Linked DNA regions of Mus musculus: region 2 is linked to region 1. Evidence: chromatin contacts called from public Hi-C data. All regions are on one chromosome and are shown on one strand. Each heading gives the region's core, a stretch centred on a gene start, on an enhancer-like site or on the middle of the called end of the contact. The rest is flanking DNA. Distances are from core to core; before and after follow the strand shown. Region 1 overlaps Gm32398 (a long non-coding RNA gene). Region 2 has its middle 37 kb from the start of Gm32576.

Region 1 (4,489 bases), core at 666-3,165:
AAGCTACTGTGTTCGCTTGGCAGAGCAGCAAGGGAGTCCTTCCATCAGGAAGCCTTTCATAGGTCTCTTTCTTGGGGGCAGGGTCCATTTGGTGGAGTCAAAGTTCAGAAACAACAGAAGTAGAATTTTAGACCTAGTCATCTAGAATAATAGTAGGAGGTAGAATGATGCATTTTCACGGACAGCCAAGTCAAAACCATGGTTTTGTTAGATACGTGTATTTAAGGCCAGATACTCAAGAAAAGAGTCTCAGTGATGACAGCAGATTGTTGCACTGCTGTTCTCTGACCTTTCCTGATGCACTAAAACCACTATTCCTGGGTGCCACAGGAAGCTTATATGGTTTTTGTTTCCAAATCCTCTGGACTGGAGGGTTTCAGTTATGGGAGGGAGCTATGAGCTCTTGGACCTCAAGAGTGGAATTACTGTTAACAGACATGTTTACAGTTACTCTTAGATACTGCTCACATACTACACAGAAGTGGTTTCTCCATTCCTTCCCTCTGCCCTTTTGTGTTTGGAGGCTGCTCTTATTGTGGCCACTTAATCTCATCTACTTAGCTGCAGCAGTTGGCTTGCAATATTCATAGTATGTGACTGTTCATTTCTGTTATTCTTAACATGGTTTAAAAATATATTTGATTTATTTTATGTGTGTGGCTTCCCAGTTCATGTATGTGTTACAGTGTACATGTGTGTGGAGGTCAGAGGACAATTTGTGGAAATTGATTCTCTCCTTCCAGGGACCAAACTCAGGTGATCAGGGTGGGAGGGTGGGGGGCAAGCACCTTTTCTAGCTGAGCCGCTGCGCTTGCCCAGTGTGCTATTTATATAAGCTATGCTCATACCTAATGTGCATCTTTCTTGCTGGGGACTGAACCTAGGGCTCCATACACATTTGGCAAGCATCCTACCACTGGGGCACACTTCAGCCCCTCCATTGTTCTTTTGTATGAATTATAAGCATCATATATGGTGTCATCTATTTTCCATTGTTTTCCTGAATATCTGTAGCATTTAGCTTCTTCCCAGAGCACATGCGATCTTTCAAGGCTTTGCTTAGTAATTTTGCTTCAGGCCATCTACTTTTTTGGGCCCTTTTCTTAAGAAGTCTTACTCTAGTAAATGGAGAGAAACACCATTAAAACAAAATAAAATACCACCTTGATTATAGTGTGCTGTGGCTGCTGAAAATTTATCTTCTTGTGAATACAAACCCCCCAGGCTGTCCGCTGTACTTCATATCTGAACTTCCCTATCATTCTTTAACTCTCTCTCCTAATCAGTCAGTTGGCATGAACTCAATAGAAAACTTTACCTGACAGCCTCACTGTTAACAGTGACCAAAGCAGACTTGAATGCCAGCAGTGTCTGCTACTTATGCCTCTTTTTTTGTTGGTGCCTGGACTACTCCATATCTGTGTAATACATGATTTTTAAGGACTTAAAATCAAGATTCAAGAGTGAAGCTGCACCTTGGTTTGTAGTGACTACAGACCATGGTGTCTGTACTAGGTAGTTAGATGGGTGGGTCATTCAGATGCACATTTGCTGGTGTTGTGAAGATATCCTGGCTGTGGACTCCCGGTCTTTGTGTCTTGAAGATTTGGCTCTCCTGTGACAGTGGCATCGATACTCTTCATTTGCCCTGACATTACGCATGTGTGCGTCTGTGTGTGGTCTGCAGTAATTACAGTATATGCCACCTGCCGCATCCCGGAAGCATGAGGGGGTGGCAGGAGAGCATTTGTGCATTTGTGAGAGGCTTTTCAAAATTCATTTATTTCAATAATTTCTCCTCCCTCTCTCAGGGTCAGTTGGCACATCTGCCATGACTACACCCCTCGCTTCCTGGCACTGGTATCAGTGAAGACACCTGCTTTCTTCCTGCTCTACGCAGAGGGAGAGGCATGGGGGTCTGTGGGCTCAGCGTTGAGCATCTGAATCTCACAGAGACATTTCAGAAAGTGTGCTGGGAAGACATATGCTGCAAGTTATTTTCCCAGAGTCGGGAACACAGCCAAAAGGACTTTATTTCATTCATTCCTTTGTTCAATATGATTTAGGTTACAAGTGTATGATTTTCCTTGTGTAAAGAGTAATGGGGGTAGGGAAGGCAGAGAGCCTTAAGGCATCTCTTTTATCAAATATGAGAACACACACACATGCACACACACACATATACATGCTCTCACACACATATACATGCTCACATACACATGCTCACATACATACACATGTACACACACACACATACACATGCACACACACACATACACACACACACACACACACACACACACACACACACACACACACACACACTGAAGATGCTCATTAAGCTGGGTGACAGTGACTGTCAGTTTGAAGAGCTGGCCTCCTGGATCCTACCATGGCTGTGTCTTCAGCCCTATATTCATTCATAGACTGTGCCTAACTGGTCAAGCTGTGAATAAAATTCTGGACATAGAAGAGAAAAAAGGAATATTTCCACTTATATTGAAAACCAGAACTTGAGTATGAAGAAATACAGATCTGTTTTGAATCAGTGTTGTGGGACTCAGTTGTATCCCTGGCAAATTCCTTTTGAATGTAGCCTACAGTGTTTGGGGTTCTGGCTCCAGCAGGGAGGTTTTTGATAGAAATCCACAGTCTTTGCTGAAATATAAGCAGTAGTTTCAGGTTGCTGAGTGGTCAGCCATGAATGGGACACCCATATCAATGCCCACAAAGCCTGGGGACATTGGAGGAAAGAGTGGAAGAAATAAAGGACACAGAGGAAGAAGTGGAACATCAGGGAACTCTGTCTTCCAGAGGTCTGGATGCATCCAGCTGGAGCTCAGCTGTTTCAGGAAAACTAGCAAAAGGGACTTTGTTCAGCAGCCTACCTCACTGGCCCTCATGTCCCACAGAAGGCAGGAGGTTACTGGGGAAGTAGGACAAGGAACATCAGTCTCTTGGGCTGCTATAGTAGCCTAGCCTGATGTTGAGCTTGTTGCCCTCTTGCCTTTGCCTCCTGAAATTACAGGCTCGCTTTTCTATGTCCAGCAGCAAGCAGTGTACTCCTATACCACAAGGCCAGGGTAAGTTTTTTATTTGTATAACGTTTATGTTGTGGTACTTGGGGACCAAACCCGGGGCGATCTGCATGCTAGAGCAGCATTCTTTAGCAGTCACTGGCATCTGAACTGGGATGTCTTTTGTGGATCCCTGTATTCTAGAAAAGTGCAAGCTAGTTGGTAGCAGAGATCCTGGAACCAGATGGAAATGTGAGATCAGCTTGGTGGCCTGTGGAAGGATGACACCAAGTATTTTGGAAAAGGAGGAGCAGGCATCCCTACTTTAGCTGTGAAGTGGATTTACAAGGCATCCTCATTTTATGACCCTTTATCAATGCATACAATCTGATTGTCTCTATCTTTGGGTAATTACTCCTATCTAATGAACTTAATTGCCAAGATTGCTGTGGGTTTGCTGCATTTTAAACAATTCAGTTAAAGATTGCAAAAGGATTGACAATAAAATGTTTATCAGGTGAAAATTATCTTCACAGACGGACACACCCACTTTCTGTCTTATAAAGACTGAATTCGAAGGCCCAGGAAATAGCTGGGAGGGTATTGATTTTTTTTCTCCCACTTGTTTATAGAAAGAAAATTATAGAAACAATAACAATCATATGTGTGCAGTTTGAACACCTACACTGTGTTAAACACTCTAATTTTACATCAAATTGAGCAAAGATGGAAGAGTCAGTAATTCTGCTCCCAAGGACTCTGATTGCACACACCTACAAGACCACTCCCAGAGCTCCGCGACGCCCATATTGACAAGTTACAAGGAATTCTGGGACTACTCCTCCTTGGCCCTCCTGTTCTGTAAGGATTCTCTCGTTAGCATTCCGCAGATGACCCAGAAAGTAAACCAGACAGTTAACAGAGCCTAGATCTTAATTAAACTACTTATACCAGAGGGTGTCTGGTATATGATTATGGTTAAGTACTGGCTTTCCCAGGAAAGCAATCCACTGCATAAACTTGAGAGAAGAATGGGTAGGATTTTGTTGAGGGATTTACAAAAAAGTTCTCACATTGTTCATGCAAAATCATGATCCCCCATGGTGATGCCACTCTTGGCATTGGAGCTGTCCCCCATACTTATTGATAATGATGTTTACTCCTCATCACCCACTCCTCTGGGACTTATGTGAATGTACAAAGTGCCTGGCCACTTCATCACGGCTTCTAGGTTGGTCATCCTCAGAAGGATTGACAGAGTAAAACGTGTGTTTTATTGTGTACTCTTTTCCACGTATTTCTGCACCACGGTGTATTTAGAGCATTATGCTAGTGTTTAGTTTTGCACATGTTTGATCTTTAGTTTTGCACATGTTTGATCAGTGCTGCTTTGGTGCACACCTTTAATCCCAGCACTTGGAAGGCAGAGGCAGGCGGATTTCTGAGTTTGAGGCCAGCCTGGTCTACAGAGT
Region 2 (4,503 bases), core at 1,787-4,286, 360 kb after region 1:
GTCTCAATTTTGAGAGGGTGCTTGATTAGAAACATGGAGAATATGAGGTGAAATGGATGTATATAAATGAGCTGGGGAGAGGGTTTCTGGCAGTGAGACCAGAAATTGCATTCAGGAGCTGATTGTTGCTGAGACGGAGAAAGAAGCGGGGAGGAAGACTGGAGATGAGGCCAGGGAGAAGGCTAAATCACGGAAAGCCTTGTATGTCATTAGGAGAGCTTGAACACTGGCTGCAAGTGATAAATCTGGACTTTGGATGGGTTTAAGACAAAGGGAAACATAATCTGGCTTTCATTTTGAAAGAATCATTGCAACTGCTAAGATAAGTATAGATGATATGAAAGGACGGGAGAGAGATAGGAGACCTGTTTCAGTGGCCTAGGAGAAAGATGAACATGGCTTATATCAAGCAGAAATAATGGAGACAGGAAAGTCAGTTGAGTCTGAGATATTTGTTGTGATGATTCTCTTAAGAAAGCTTGAAATTAATGATTGTGAATGTTTAAACTTCTCCAGGCCTTCATTTATTCCCCCACCCCCAGCAAGAAAATGCCAGGTATCTTATATGCCCTTGACTCAATTTAAAGTCAGAGTTACATGATACAGGTAAAGAAACAGGAAATGAGATGAGTTATTGACAGTCCTAAGCAGAACCCTGGTTCTTGGGTATCTGAGGATAGGTTTCCCAGCATCTCCTCGCCTGTTTCTTCACATACACATAAATGGAAAGGTGGGTAGCATCTAACTCTCAGGATGGCAGTAAATGTATGAACACATTGAAAGCACTTAGCACACTGACTGGCACATGAATAGAAGTCAGTAAATACTGGCTATTACCAAAATTATTTTAAGTTACTTCTATGTTCCCAGTGAATGGCTAGAAAACTGCACTCTTCTCTAAACCCTGAGCCTTTATTTCTCAGCCTCTGGCACTGTTTACTCTAGCCACCATCACGCCTCTAGCACATTGTTTCTTGTATTCTTGGAGCCACATTCTGGCTTCAAAATGATAGAGAAAACATCATCGATGTTAAATGGATCCAGGCAAAGCTTTTACTGGGACATCTGTTATGGCCAGATGGGAGGTGCCTTGACCATGAGTCAAAGGATGTTGGTCAGTGACACCTTCCTTCTCCCCAAAATACCTAACTAAAAGTAGCAGCAAATTCAAGTAGAGTTCCCACTAAAAGTTCTTTTCTGCATCCTTGATAAAAATAAGGGAATCAGGTTTATAAAGACAGGTCTTGTCTGGTCAGAATCCTAGCTAAATTATAGGCAGCTCACTGTTTTGCTTTGACTACAAGGGTAAGGCAGGCTTGTTTCATGCTGCCGCCTAATAATGCAGGCTTACAGCTATTGTACTTTTAATTCTAGACCCATGGGTGGGCCCCAGACCCCTATTTATGTGCTTGTTTTGTGAACGCACAAAAGAAGAATCTGGTTATTCTGGCTCCCTTCTGGGTGGTCTCACACATTCTCACCAGCATTTTCAGGCTTCAGTTCTTGCAAGCTTCTCATTTCTTCTCCTGCCCAGGTTATCATGCATTTACATGCCAAAGGGAGTTTTAAGAAATCAGTCAAGGTTGTTTCTTATATCTGTGGCCAACCTGGACGTCTATTTACACCTGTAATCTTTGATTTTAAACCCATGAATGGAGGATATTCATTTAGTTCCTTCTATCCGTATCTTTGCTAATTTATCATTCCCATTGTCACCCTCCATCTCTACATCTGTCCTCACCTTTTATCTAATTGTAGATACAGGGAGGCTGCTGAGAGCTCATCCTACCAACTTCCAGTTCCTGCTTGCTAAGTAATGTAGCTGTACAGTTTCAACTCTTGGTTTCTTCTCCTTTTCTTAGGATCTTGTTGTAGGTCCTCCTTGCGTTAACCTTCATCTTCCTTATGATGTAGGCTACTTGAGGATGGATGCCTATGGGAAGGAGCATGTCCAGGACTCTGTTCTCTAATAGCACTTTTTGTGCTATTTTAGGATGCCACTAAATCCTGTAAATGTCCTCATGAGCCTCAACTTTGTCTGTGTCCTTGAACACACATTGGCTCTGTTTCACATTGCTGATCCCCAGAGACCTAAACCTCCCAAGTGAATCTGCCGTCCCATAAAACCAGGTGTGATCGTTCTAAGTCCTCGCTGATGGTTTGTACTGTGAACCTGCCCACATCTGGGGATTCATCCACCATCATAACAGTGTACTGTTAGATTTTTTTTTCCATTTCAAGTTTTATGATTGCCTGATGACTGCACTTGTATTCTCAATGCATTCCAAAGAGGATTCAAGTGCACTAATGCACACTCAATTTTTATTCAAAAAAGAAGATAAAAGAGGGTCCTTAGAGAAACATGACAGCATTAAGAATTATTACAGAGCGGGAGACTTTCTTTTTAGGTGTGGCATTGATATCCTGTAATTCTGATTTCTTTTTTATTTAAAACTTCTATTTTTGTTCCTTTTGCTTTAGTTCCTTTCTAAATAAGGCAGAACATTTAAGCAGCACTTTATAAAGTACATTTATGCATAGTCTATTATTTAAATAATGTTTAAAATATAGAAGACTTCTTTGTAGGGAGACAAAAATAAACCAGTTTTCTGCCTTACGGGAGGTTTCTATCTATTGGCATATAAACAGAAATAAGATAATTAACTCATGATTACACAATTGGAATTACCGCTATTTATGTTGTCAGCCTTAGTCTGGTTAATAGGCAGTGTATTTAGACCAGTAAGAGAAAGGCTGAAGAAGCTCTGACATTTCTCTCTCCCTTTGCTGGATGAGAAAACAGCTTAATCCGCAGCTTGTCCACCTGTCTTCTTGGGAGTGCCAAGAAGTCCCCACCCACTCCTCCAACTTTGGCCAACTGTGCTGGGCTGGGTCTGTGAACTGATTGCATATGTTACCAAAGAAATTATTGGGATGTCAAATGGCAGTGTCATCTTCCTGGCAACCGATTCATGAGCAGATTGTGATGTAGTAACCTACAGGCATATCATTCAAAATGCCAGTTCCACTGCTGGTCACTCTCCTCCACTCTCCAGGCAGAGACCCCATCTGGCAAAAGAGAAGCACAAAGAAACCTCGAGTTCTATATCTTCAGATGTTTTTCTACAGCAGATGCTCCCTCCTATGTTACTAGTCAGGCTGATCCCAGTGTCTGGTTGGGTCATGACTGGTCCCTGTCTATCCACTGCCTCTCTCTTTCAAATGTTACTTATTGTGGAGTAGGCAGAGATCTATCTCTTCAGCATTGTAATACACTTCACAGCCACACAGAGGAGGGACTTATTAAACTAGAGCAAACCTTGAGTTTCCTATTTTCAGCTATAAAGTAAAAGTAAATTGTTAACATATGTTAAAATGTTTTTCTTTTTTCAACAGTAATATCTTAATTCTCCCCTCCAGACATCAGATACCTCTGCATCCCCATCTTTGTTCGTGAGGTCATCTGTGGACTTGTTCATGTATTGTCCTGGTTTTCTTATTTCCCTTTGATCTAGATTTAGTTTGATTTTCCAGACAATCACTGTATTTACTTTATTACAGGAAAACATAATTCTCTTCAAATGTCAACAAACATGTTTGAGTTCTTCAAAGCCTGCCTCTCACACATGGACAGTGAAAGCCTGCCTTGCTTCATTCATTGATATACAATCTAGCATGAAGTCATTCAGAAAAACTGCTACTGTGTAGCCAGTGAGGTGCTCTGTAAGCAATATGAGGTTCTAAAGACAACCAAGCATCTTGTTGACAAGAAATGCACAGCCCCAAAGTGAGATTCATTTAATGCTGAACACAGTTAGGTTTAAATCCCAAAGAAAGACACTTAGAAAGAAAATTTTGTGAAGTGTATGTTTAATTAACATTTCACTTCTTCTTCAAGGTAAATAGAAGCCTCTCTACTTTCTTGTCTGAAAAATTCAATTGTACAAACTCATGTTTTAACACTTCAAAAGAAAAAACAAAAAGACATGCAACCTATTTGAATAGGGAGAGGCTTATAGAATCATTCCAATGTAAATGCAGACCTAGTAGGTAACCAACCTTCCTTTTGAAGATTTACTTGATAAAGAATTCTTTTAAAGGCTTTTAAGAGTTTTTCTTTTCTTGCTATTCAAATTTTAAAACTAAAACATTAATTTAATAAAAATTTTCAATGTGGTGTGTTAATTCTGGACATGTTCCCTTCATATCCAATTTAAAATAATATATATTTTTAAATGAATTTTAGATGAAAATAAGGTTACATCTTGATGACAGAATTTAGAACTGACATCTTCCTAGAGGTGCAAATGGAAGACAGGTAGACATGTGGAGGTAAAAATAAAAACAAAAATCAACTAGACGGGAATATTGTAGTACTTTCTGCCCTAAAATCTAAACTAATGTTCTATTGAAGAAAAATACAGAACAAAACAAAAACAAAGATAAAATAAAATAAAAAAATCCAGCACAACAACAAAAACTTGTGTCTGTCCTTTGCTGCTG

Evidence for each region. Hi-C and Micro-C count contacts between places; a contact is called where the count stands out from the background.
Region 2: a contact with region 1 is called in a Hi-C map of cerebellum, with 4 times the contacts expected there. The contact joins two enhancer-like sites. A contact is called at or near these places in 3 of 484 Hi-C or Micro-C datasets (cerebellar granule neurons and cerebellum).

The regions. Positions count from the first base shown.
Region 1 is chr12:5,635,951-5,640,439 of GRCm38.p6, forward strand. The region is part of intron 2 of Gm32398 (a long non-coding RNA gene); the gene reads left to right. It also overlaps the pseudogene Gm40238. Among named protein-coding and RNA genes, the nearest start is that of Gm32398, 39 kb to the left of the region's middle. Within about 2 kb of position 1,916, at least 6 of the 459 cell types and tissues checked have an H3K27ac peak or open chromatin away from gene starts, as enhancers often do. A contact at or near this core is called in cerebellum, where this site is marked.
Region 2 is chr12:5,998,220-6,002,722 of GRCm38.p6, forward strand. It overlaps the pseudogene Gm48608. Among named protein-coding and RNA genes, the nearest start is that of Gm32576, 37 kb to the right of the region's middle. Within about 2 kb of position 3,037, at least 2 of the 459 cell types and tissues checked have an H3K27ac peak or open chromatin away from gene starts, as enhancers often do. A contact at or near this core is called in cerebellum, where this site is marked.